Linked DNA regions of Mus musculus: region 2 is linked to region 1. A link is a contact called in public Micro-C data. All regions are on one chromosome and are shown on one strand. The core of a region is the stretch at or near the end of the contact, and the rest is flanking DNA. Distances in the headings are between cores, read along the strand shown. Region 1 overlaps Ptprg (protein tyrosine phosphatase, receptor type, G). Region 2 overlaps Ptprg (protein tyrosine phosphatase, receptor type, G).

What was found. A called contact is a pair of places that touch in the nucleus more often than the background predicts.
Region 2: a Micro-C map of the HL-1 cell line shows a contact between it and region 1, with 1.9 times the contacts expected there. The contact joins two enhancer-like sites. A contact is called at or near these places in 4 of 484 Hi-C or Micro-C datasets (the HL-1 cell line, adipose-derived mesenchymal stem cells, myocytes and 1 more).

The regions. Positions count from the first base shown.
Region 1 is chr14:11,615,617-11,621,770 of GRCm38.p6, reverse strand. All of the region lies in intron 1 of Ptprg (protein tyrosine phosphatase, receptor type, G), which reads right to left. Among named protein-coding and RNA genes, the nearest start is that of Gm52128, 46 kb to the right of the region's middle. Within about 2 kb of position 4,185, at least 31 of the 459 cell types and tissues checked have an H3K27ac peak or open chromatin away from gene starts, as enhancers often do. A contact at or near this core is called in the HL-1 cell line, where this site is marked.
Region 2 is chr14:11,808,862-11,814,871 of GRCm38.p6, reverse strand. All of the region lies in intron 2 of Ptprg (protein tyrosine phosphatase, receptor type, G), which reads right to left. Among named protein-coding and RNA genes, the nearest start is that of Gm52128, 240 kb to the right of the region's middle. Within about 2 kb of position 2,516, at least 52 of the 459 cell types and tissues checked have an H3K27ac peak or open chromatin away from gene starts, as enhancers often do. A contact at or near this core is called in the HL-1 cell line, where this site is marked.

The DNA.
Region 1 (6,154 bases), core at 2,936-5,435:
TGTGTTTGAGCATGGTGTAGCCATCCCTTCAGCAGATGATGGCTGGTACATGTTTACTCTTCAATTTATTTCCAGAAGGTTAGGGGGGATGCAGAGATATTCCCCAACCAAATCAGGCGTCTGTGACCTGAGCCCAAGCTGAAGCATAAGCTGGGAAAGCTCCTCCCACGAGGGAAGCAAAGCAGAGCCCAGGAGAAATAAAACCACTCGCCAGAACTCAACTGAATGACGCCTTTACAAATTGGAAAGAGGATGAACCCAAGGCAGAGAAGCCACGTGCCCCAGAGCAGGGTCACAGGCTGCGGCTGAGAAAGACAGCCAGAGAACCTGGCTAATAACTCAGGGTCGGAGCTTGGGCTTCTGCCTCGGTGCTTTGATGTTTGTAAACTAACAATGCAGCAGAATGAACGAGAGGTATGGAGGCAAGCAACAGACAGGCCAGCCAGAGCAAACCGCTAGTGTATGGATGCCCCTGGACCTACAGATGGGAAGGCCAGCCAGGCCCTCCCTCTCCTGACATCCAGGTCTCCTCAGAAGGCATTCATTAGCTAAATGTGCACCAGCCCCCAGGAAAGGGGCCCGGGCCATTAAATATAAATGCAAAACAGAATTGAACCCAGCCATTCTAAGTCTCAGGCTGCAGCAGCCCAGCCAGCAAGGTTTACTTCCTGCTTTGAATTTTTCTAGGCGGCATTAGGGCCAGGAATGACAAGCCCCTGCCCTCTAGATTTGGGCAGACCCCTCCCAAACCACCCAAAGAATTAGTGAGCTTGGTTTTGGGGTTTTAATCATTACCAGATTTCATAAGGGCATCTGCTGTCACTCTTACACCTGGATTTAGAGTCTATCTGAGTACTGATGGCGCATCTTCTATCTAAACAGAACCACAAGTCCATCTGCAGTGAGACAAAACACCACAGAGCTGCTAGGCCTTAAAGGAACTGCAAATGGCTATGCAAATGACAGAAGAACCATCTTGGTGATTCCTCTTTAGAAATGCATCACGAAAAGGATAGAGGTTTTTAAAAAAAAAAAAAAAAGGAGGACAAAGAGAACCACGCATGTGGAATTTCTCTCTCCCCTGGATGGGAAAAGTGATAATTACTACATAAATGTCTCACACTGCAACTCCAGTTCATGGAATAACCATCCACCCGGCCTTTTACCTCCTGAGAATTGAATTCTGTTTTTGCCCAAGGCCATGCAAAGGGCAAGGGTTGTGTCGGCACCCCCAGCCCTGAGGGCATGCTCTTTGCAAGACCAAGGCAGAAGAGAAACTGCATTCATCACTAGAACCACTGTGGCTTCCAAGTTACCAGGAACTCCTAGGAGATCAGCGTGAAGGAGAGGCCCGGGAGATGGTTCAGTGGCTAAGAACCCAGGCTGCAATGCATGAAGATGGTTTGAATGTTCAAGATAGAAAAGCAACAGGGCCGCCTAGTGTAGCATGGAGGATAACTCAAGCTCTGGGAGGGTAAGGAGGGGACAACAGAGGAAGTCACCATCCTTCTCTGGACTCCACATGTACTTGCACTAGTACTAAATAGCTACAAACACAGTCAAGCTGCAGACTTTTGCCTTGTCAATATGCCTCCAGTTTCAATGTAATAAGAAAGCAGCCAGCCTGAACTTTCTCTAGCCAAGGCTGGCCTCTCATCAATCTCTTCCCACTGTTCCTCAAACAGCAAAAGGCACTCACTGTGCAACCCGTCACCTTCCCTCCAGATATCCAAAAGTCATCTCATTTAGAACACTGGCAGAGAGCAAAAGGAACTCTAGAGCCCCTAGCCCTGTCTGGTGTAGAGCCATTATATTCTGAAGGTGATCCAAGAAGAATCCAGAAGTCAGAGCATAAAGTACCCTAAAACAGATGACTCTTTCGTAACTGCAGTGGGTGTGACATGAGTCTACCTGCTAGATGAAAAGTAAGTCGGCCGGCCACACGGCTCACCCTTGAACTCAGTATAGAGTCCTGCTACCTACGTGATGGTAACAGGTGACCTCCTGCCCCCAGGGCATTTGCCTCATCTGTTTAAAGCAGGAAAACAGTAGTAGCTCCATTAGGTAGTATTAAGATTCGACACAAGTGCGTGCTGCTACAGAGCCTGGCTCTTGATTTAAACTTGACAAGTTGTGCCAGTAAAAGGGAGAAGAGGAAGGTCTGCACTCAGCACACATTGGGAGCAACCAGGCTACCGCTCCACTTCTCTGCTTTCTCCCGGGAGCAGCGTTGGGGTGGGAAAAAGACAAGACAGAGATGGCTGTCCTCTCCTGTGGACCGAGTCATCTGCAGGCCTCCCGTGAGGCCACAATGAATTTTCACACTCACATGAAGTATTCCACCGAGGAACGGGGCTGTCAATCATAGGCCGCAGGCAGAACCGTAAGAAAGCGGACAGAGCAAGAACAGGACATGTCTAGCGAGCAGGAACTGAGTCTAAGGTTTGGCCAAGAGTCTCCTAGGAAAGATGCAGTCAGGGGTAGCCCTCTCCTAGGTGAGGCCTGCTCTGCTACTTTGTTTCCATTATTGTCATAAACACCGTGATTAAAAGCACTGTGGGCAAGAAACAGTTTGTGTCCGCTTATAAAGTCCAGTCAGTCCATCATCAAGGGAAGCCGAGGCAAGGGGAAGTGAAGGACTGATGTCAGCCTTTTGTAACCCAGCACTAAGAAAAGCCAGGGCAGGAGCTCAAAAGGAAACTTGAAAGTAGAAACTGTGGAGGGAGCTGCTTATTGGCTTGCTCAGCCTGCTTGCTTGCTTGCTTGCTTTTTTTCTTTGTTTTGTTTTGTTTTGTTTTGTTTTTTGGGTTTTTTTTGGTTTTGTTTTTTTGGTTTTTTCAAGACAGGGTTTCTCTGTATATCCCTGGCTATCCTCGAACTCAGAAATCCGTTTGCCTCCGCCTCCCAAGTGCTGGGATTAAAGGCATGCACCACCACGGCCTGGCTCAGCCTGCTTTCTTATACAACCCAAGACCATAGGCCCAAAGTAGCATCATTCACAATGAGCCAGGCTCAAACACACCAATCATTAATCAAGAAAATGTCCCCACAGACTTGCCTACAGGCCAATTTGGTGGGAGAGCTTCCTCAACTGAGGTTTTGTCCTTCCTTCCCAGATGGTTCTAGTTTGTGTCACATTGATTTAAAAAAAAAAAAAAAAAAAAAAAAAACAGGCAGCACACACTGTCTGTGCCAGAAGGCTTCAGTAGAGCCGGTCATCTTCTGTTCGGCACCTGGCATTCGGGATTGCTGGCTCTGCTGGTGATGGCAGTGTGTGGCACAGCACTACCCATCCCCATCCAAATGATGAATCCACATCCTAACAGCTATAATCTATGAGCATACCAAGGATGCTCTCGGAGTGCATTCTTGATTACTCTCACAGGATGTGACCATGACATGTGACCTCATGAGTGTGTCACTAAGGAGGACAAGCAAAGAACAAGGAGGAGTCAATGGGCCCATGGAAACAAAGAAGGGGCTACCAAAAGCTACAGCAGCAAAGGAGTCTCAGGGGACCCACTACTCCTTGATTGCTAGCCTCGGGTCTTCAGAGCTGTGACTAAATCACTTTGCACAGGTTTTAGTCAGTCATGCTGAGGAGTGAGGGTCTCAGCGCTGTCTTTAGAACTGATATGGAAACAACGTGTGAGTGTGTGTGTGTTTGTGTGTATGAGTGTGTGTGTGTGAGTGTGTGTATGTGAGTGTGTGTGTATGTGTGTGAGTGTGTGTGTGTGTGTGTGCGTGAGTGTATGTGCGTGAGTGTGTATGTGAGTGTGTGAGTGCGTGTATGTGTGAGTGTGTGAGTGTATGTGTGCATGTGTGTGTGTGAGTGTGTGTATGTGTGTGAGTGTATGTGTGTGTGAGTGTGTGTGTGTGAGTTTGTGGGTATGAGGGTGTGGGTGTGAGGGTGTGTGTGTGTGTATGTGTGTGTGTGTGAGTGTATGTGTGTGTGAGTGTGTTTGAGTGTGTGTGTGTGAGTGTGTGTGTATGTGTGAGTGTGAGTGTGTGTGTGTGTGTGCGTGTGCGTGTGTGAGTGTGTGTTGCACTGAGATTGTATAGCTCTAGGAAATGAATACAGTGATAGCACCTTGGCACCATGCCCACACCCAGCTACCAGAGTAGAGACGTGATCCAAGAACCACAAACCAAACAGGCTGCCACCAGACGTGTCAGGATGAGATGAAACAGCAGTAAGTTCAAGGCAGCTGGAGCAAGAAGAAAATGCAGACACAGGAAGACACAACTGACTAGTGCCTGGGGAATTGTACTGCTGTCAGTGACAGATGAAGCAATACTGATAAACTAGAGCGCACTCGCACCCCCCCACCCCACACACACACAGAGTTTCCATATCAGTTCTAAAGACAGTGTGAGATCCTCACTCCTCAGCCTGACTGGTTTTTTGAAACCACTCCCAAAGACCCGAAGTATAGATGATGTATTTCTTGCTGTTGTGTTCTGGTTGCTTGCTTTATTTAGACAACATCCCTCCCTCTCTGCTCCAGAGGCTGGCCGGGAACTCACTCACTATGGAGCCCATGCTATCCTTGAACTCATGGCAATCCTCCTGCCTTGGCCTTCTAGGTGCTCACATTACAGGTCTGAGGTACTGCTCCTAGTGATTTCTAATCCTAAAATTCTAATTTCAAAACAAGTCCAAAGTCTAAAAAAAAGTTTCTGAACAGTGACAAAACCAATCCTCCTGCCTTGGCCTTCTAGGTGCTCACATTACAGATCTGAGGTACTGCTCCTAGTGATTTCTAATCCGAAAATTCTAATTTTAAAACAAGTCCAAAGTCTAAAAAAAAGTTTCTGAACAGTGACAAAACCATTAAGTGGGTGGGGGGGGGGGGCGTCACTTTGAGCAACAGAGATTTGGAATGCTCAGATCAGTGATGCTAAACCAGCAGAGTTCTATGCAAAGATTTCAAAATAATGGCAGTTCCAGACACCCAAATCTATAAGCACCCTGGTCTCTAATTCGGAGGGTAAGGAGCTGTCAAACCTTAATTTCACAACACAATTCTGAAAAGAACAGCTTCCAATTCAGCAAACCCAGGGCTAACAAACTCCCAAAAGCCAGTCAAACGTTTCTGGTTGCATCCTGCAGTCCTGTAAGACTGAGTCCTAGCTCTCAATGATAACTGGAAACCCGTCATGGTGCAGAGACTACACCCAGCTCTCTTATGGAGAGTGTTCCTCTTGGAGTAAATATCAATTCACAGGCTCAAATCACAAGGCCGTTCTACTATGTCTCTATTAGGAAGGAAACAACATGCTCAGAGTCCTAGACCAGGTTTAAATGCAGTTTTCTCAGAACATGGCCAATAAAAACAAACACATGCCCACAAAATACCATGTTGTCGAGGGCACTGAGGAATGGGCGGACCAGATCAGCTCCTAGGAAAGCTAAGGGCTTAGAGATTTCAGCCCTCAAATCACAGCCATCTCAGCCTCCCAAAAACTGGAATTTCATGGGAACAAGGCAGCCATGGAAATCAGCAGTGTTCTGGGCTGGTTCCTGTAGCTCTCCCTTTCTTCTGAGGAAGTCTCAGGTAATTCTCTGGACTCCATGGTCCCCCCTGAAATACCACTCTAAGCAACATGCCTAGCGCATACACGTTATGAACACGTTATGGAGTCCTCTCAATAGCTCTGTAAGGTAAGTCTTAGCACTGTTCTCATTTGCAGATGAGAAAAGTAACTAAACTAGGCTTTAAGGAGCTTAAAGAGGGTGAGTCCTCCAACTGCATGCAAACCAGTGCCTAGGAGAATAGCCCTGTCCCTCTCCACAGAGACAAGCTAGGACAGGGCCAGGAGGCCACTCTCTGTCTGAAGAGCATTCCAATCTATGAGTCAGAAAATGACAGCGAATGGAGGTGTTGCCAGTTGGCAGAAGATACATGCTTGAAATGAATGGATCACACACAGCTGATCGATCAATTGTTCATACTTTCAGCCAATGAACCCTCTACCAACAATACAGATTTTCCTGCACTGACTGCTAAGTAAATACAATGTTTCACAGTAAGGAACAGACTCAACGTTACATCACAGGTTCAGCTCATCATTAGCCTCAGCCCACCATTATTCATGTGTAGTGGTGCATCACTTTAAAGCCAGAGTCTAGGGGCTGCAGAAAGATCATGAC
Region 2 (6,010 bases), core at 1,267-3,766, 190 kb before region 1:
ACCTGCTTGAGTTCCAGTCCTGACTTCCTTTGGTGATGAACAGCAGTATGGAAGTGTAAGCCGAATAAACCCTTTCCTCCCCAACTTACTTCTTGGTCATGATGTTTGTGCAGGAATAGAAACCCTGACTAAGACAAGTACTAACTGTTCTTCTAAGTAGTCCCGAGTTCGATTTGGCTCAAACCATCTGTGAAGGGATCCAATGCTCCTTTCTGGTGGGTCAGACACACTAGCAACAGTGCACTCATGAAATAAATAAATAGAAAAAGAAACCCACTGATGTGTGCAGCGTGCAGGCCCAAAATCCCTGCATACCAGCTTGGGCTACATGAAATCATTAGTGGCAAAAAAAAAAAAAAAAAAAAAAAAAAACCCATTCAATCAATAAATCGTCCATCAGTTAATCAATTGACAAAGCATTGATGTTGTTTACATCAATATTTGAAGCTCTGCAAATTACAATGACAAAATACTAGAAAATTATTTGGTTCAAATTTATTTATTTATTTATTTATTCATTTATTTATTTATTTTGGTTTTTCGAGACAGGGTTTCTCTGTATAGCCCTGGCTGTCCTGGAACTCACTTTGTAGACCAGGCTGGCCTTGAACTCAGAAATCCGCCTGCCTCTGCCTCCCAAGTGCTGGATCAAAGGTATGCGCCACCACGCCAGGCTTGGTTCAATTTAAAAATGCCAATCTCAATACTACTTTTTAAGTCGTAACTTCTAACTTTGTGCTTTCAAATGATGCTACCTAAGGCAAAGCATACTACCAGCCACGCCAGGCACCAAGTCAGATTAGTTGGAATTAAAAAACAAAACAAACAAACAAGCAAACCCATCCAAAACAGTGTAATGATCGCACATTTTCTGTTGCCAAGTCACAGGAATTTTAAACTTTGCTGCACTTTGGAAATAAACTGTTTCTCCTTCTATGTAAGTAAAAAAATATAAGATCTAGAAACATGAACAAGTTCGTATTGATCAAACAACCTTTGCCTCTGCCAGGCAATTAATAACATGGGCTGTGCATGCTGGATATTTCAGGTTGCCCTGCCAGCCAGTTTATTACATGAGCAGTGGATGCTGCGTATTTTCTGGTATTTGCTGGGTATTTTGTATCCCTACCTCTTTGCTAAAAGCAGTTAGATATTTTGCCTTCATGTTTTTCCAAATAGAAGCTTTGGTTTGTTTTTTTTTAAAGAACTATTCATTACCCTCAGCCCACAGAAGTGAAAAAAATGGGAATTTACTTTATCTTTTAATTATGAATGTATGTGGTTGGGGGATGGGTGGGTAGGAAAGGAGTCCTTGAAGGCAGGTACCTGTGAGGGCCGGAGAAGCCAGGTCCCCTGGAGCTGGCGTTATTGGCAGTTATTAGCTGACTGCATGGGTGCTGGGAATCAAACTCAGGGCTTGTTGAACAGCAGTATGAACTCTTAATCCCATAGCCATCTCTTCCAGCCCTCTAGAAACTTTTAAAGACAAAAAAGCTGTGTAAATGCCATCCGAGCTGGAGTCCTCAACTTTCCAAGAGGCCGGCCAGCTTCCTTCCTCTCTTCTCACCAACCTAGACCATCTTCTTAGCATGGTCCAGCTGGCTGACAGTGTGATGTTTGTGAACTCTGTCTCAGTACCATGGGAGAGGTGGTCAATCCCCAGGTGACATCCTGCCACAGGTGAGCAGAAAATGATGGCAGGTTCTGGAACACACTGAGAACTAACCTGTCAAGTAACTGATGGGTACCCAGACTCTTAAGAAACCTGTCTGCAGCTGGGTGGTGGTGGCGCACACCTTTAATCCCAGCACTTGGGAGGCAGAGGCAGGCAGATTTCTGAGTTTGAGGCCAGCCTGGTCTACAGAGTGAGTTCCAGGACAGCTAGGGCTATACAGAGAAACCCTGTCTCGACCCCCCCTCCCCAAGGAAAGGAAAGGAAAGGAAAGGAAAGGAAAGGAAAGGAAAGGAAAGAAAAGAAAAGAAAAGAAAAGAAAAGAAAAGAAAAGAAAGAGAAACCTGTCTGCAGATGGCATGACATGGGGGCACAAAACTGAGTCCTGCCTCTCAGTGGATCAGGTTTCAAAGACGTGCTTTGCAAAAATTGATCCCTAAGATTTCCCTAAGGTGGAGCTTTCCTTCCTGTCAGGCTTAAATGTGTCTTCCATGAGCAGTAGCATACACAGCCATGGAGGCAAAGTTTAGGCAAAGCATCACAGCTAACAAAGGTCTAGGCTGTTCTCAGCAAAGAGACAAACCACCGAGAACAGACAGAGCTTCAACAGGCCCAAGAGGTTTCAAACACAGAACATGCTTACCAACAAATGTAGATGGCGTGTGAGCAAGAACACCTTCTACAGTGTCTCACAATGCATGTGCCCAAAATGCTGACTGGACGAAGGGGCTGCCAGACACGTGGAGATAAAGGGGGCTCCTGCTTTCAGTTAGGGGCCTGCGACTGGCTAACAGGTAGGGAATAAGGCCAGTGGGAAGTATTGTAATTTATAATAATTAAGAATCAATCATGGGGCCAGGGATAAAGGCCAGTGGGCGAAGAGTCTGGAGTATGAGCATGGGGACCTCGCTTGGCATCCCTAGCATCCGGATGAAAAACCTGATCCACTGATGCTTCTCAGAACAGGAGACTGGAGAAGCGGAGACAGGCGGGTCTCTGGAGCTCACTGGCCAGACGAGAGACTCTGAAACCCCAAATAGTAAGGTGGAGAAGAATGAAGGAAAACATTTGAACTCAATCTCTGGCTTCCACACATGCACACTCGCACATACATAAAAATATAGCAAACCTGCATATGCTATATACATAAGCAAAATTTAGCTGATTAATCATGAAAATCAAAGTATCAGTGAAAATCCAAGTTTGCTTTAACCAACTCAGCTTTGATAAATCAGCAGAAATAGACTTAAAATCATTCAGGGATAGCGTCCGGGGTGAACAAGTTAGGAATCCAAGTCTTGCATCCTTGCCGGGGAAAGGCATGTGTGCCTAGGATCTCTCCCATGATCAGTTTTGGATTCTCACCCCGGTAAAGGAACATGTCAGAAAGCAGCTACTTTGTGATGTTACTTAGTTGCTTTGCAACATCCTCTCTTATATTAAGTGTATCACATGCTCTGCAATGTCACAGGCGGAACTCAGCCTTGGGGACCACTGCACACAGCTTGCATCATCTGCACTGCTCGACGGTTTTGCTTGCAATCCATCTCCCAAGAACACCTCCCCAAAGCCTGACTCATAGAACATCTCTCTCCTCCACTCTCCACACTTTCCCTGCACTTCCAGTTCCTAAAACAAGCCCTCTGAATTTATGAAATCCCCCACACCAGAGGATCCTGTGAATTGTTCAGGTATGAAAATCATTACACAAGCCATCTGCCACTCCATGAACCTGAAGGCACAAAGTGTGGCTGTGGTTGCTCAAGAATGTTATCTATTTCCATCTTGTGCAAATTTAGGAGCAACTGTGGTTTCCTGTTCCAGGGTGTTGTCCAAAAATGACTCCACAGAAGTCTGCAAAAATAATCCTGGGCGTTCTGTTTTGAGAGGAACACTTGAAGAGTTTCCCACTAAGAGAGGAAATGGCCTGTTCTGACTGCAGAACATCCAGCATGTTCCCTGAGCCAGAACCTGCACAATGCTAGTTGAACCATTGTTTCACTCGTAAGTAAGGCAGGGGCCCGCAGTGGAATCAGGCAGGTTTCCTTCGATTCTCACGCTAAAGGACCTGCCTGTCAGGAGACCAATTGTGTTTTGTTACCTATAAGATGTGAATGACTGCATCGTCTGTGTCTTTGTAAAATTGGTTGTACTGTCAATGGAAAACACCTCTTATTTCAAAAGGGCAGTAAGAGTTTCTTCTGGAGTAGAATGTGAGTGCCTGTGGTCCAAAAACAGAGCCAAGCAGGTCACACCCCATAACATGTTTTAACAAGTTCACTGAAGTTCTTATAGTAAAGGAACAAAAGGAAGCCATGAGAGAGGTACTTCGTCAAGTACTCTGGTAGGGCATCAGGTAGGCAGGGCACAGCAGACTATGAAAATGTGGGAAGGACACAATATGATGACATTCTTAGCTTTAGGACCCATAGGACCTGGGGATCTGTGAGTGCAGCTACAAAGGTTTCGCACAAGAGTTATAAGCCAGTGGGGTCAGGAGTAGCCACTCAGGGCCCTAAAGGTAGAATTTGAATCTTAAGTGTTCTAACTCTCAACAATTACAACTGTCTATCCAGTGATCTTTACATGAATTTTAATACAGCTGGGGCTTCCTCTCCTCTCCCAGGGACTTCAGTTAATAGCAAAGATTAAAAATGAACTCACTGTATTTCAGGGTACCTAACACATAGAGTATCCTAAAGAAATGTGTATAAAAATATATACATATATGCACATTATTTCTTAGACATTAAACTGACTCAGAAACAAGCAAGAACATTGTATACTGCAACTATTTTAGGGGAGATGAGGTCTTTATAGTCCACGTTCAGTATAGGAATGACTTCATCTTTACCAAAAGTTTTAGTCTGAAATAACATTCCAGTCATGGAAGGATACAATGTATTTTCCACGAGAAACCATAAAAAGCACATTGTATATTCTAAGGTGTAACTCGACTTTTAACTTGAAACGGTAACAAGTTCTGACTCACTGAAGGTGAAATTTGCCAACACAGAAATCTGAGGTCAAGACCAAAGAATCATCAGGAGTTCAGGAGAGCAACTAACTTTCCCTGCACCTATGTCATGGTATAGAACCTCACGAGACTGACAGCAGAAGACAGGATTGCAGCTCCAGCGGGGGTTACAATGGCCACCTGTGGCCAAATACAGTCCCTGTGAAGGAAGGAGATAGTTTCTGACTCTACTCTGTACCTAGAAGACTTTTTTCCCTGTCAGCCCTTTGTCATGAATCATTCTGAGGACAAGGTTTCTGCCATCTGTGTTCCAGCCAAAGGTAAAGACACAGGCCACAGTCCCATTGTTTGAGCTGAAATCAGGGAAGACTTTTAACCCCACACTGAGTATCCCTCAAACTGGGAAGAGCCAATCCCCATCTACCCTAACAGGAGCTAGACAGCCTCATGAGCATGGAGGAGACAGGGACAGGAGAGCTGGATCCAGAACGAAGCTGTGTGTGTGTGTGTGTATAATAACAATTATATGAGAGCCTACAGTGTCACCTAGCATAGGAACTTGACAGCTGGCTTGGCTGCAGTCTCTACCTCCTTTGAACAGGAAGTCTCTATGAATATGGGGGCCCTCAGTTTCTGCCTAGTTTGAAGACTGAGAATTTTTATTTTCTTTTAAAGCAGTTTTGGATTTGGATTTGGGTTTCAGGACAAAGAATACACTTCACACAACTCATTCAAGCCTCTTTTTTTTCGTTTCCCTCTTTTTAGCTTGCACTTTTAAAGCTATAAACAGCCTGGCATCCCCAGAAGTGTCATCCACAGCAGTTTCTGCAGAGCTTGTCACATTCAGGGTCTCCACTCAAGACAATGGATGCTCAGTACCCCAGTGCTAAGTGTATTTGCACAGCAGGTCTGCTGTGGCTAAGCATCAAGAAGACATGCTCAGTCTATAAGTTACGAGACTTAGAAGGCTGAGGTCAAGGTCATAGTAGCAGTGGTTTGTTCTGGGGCAGGCAGAAGAGTCAGCGTCATGTCTCCATGCCCTAAGCTCCATGAGGTCATTGCTGTGCATGTGCATTTCTGTCCAAACGGTCCCTCATTATTTGGACAACAGTTACATTGGGTCACAATCTAGAACAACTTCATATTATCTCCTTATACCTTCAATGCCCCCCTTTGGTTATTAAAGGTCCTTACTAAGGTATTGGGGTGTAAAATGTAAACAAGATACATGTGGGGTGTATGTTACTTTTTGGTGGCTGTGATAAAACACCATGACCAAGGCAGCTTATAGAAGAGATTTAGGGGTGCTTACTGTTGCTGAGGGTGATTTCCTAATGGCTAGGGAGGCAGGAAAACAAGCT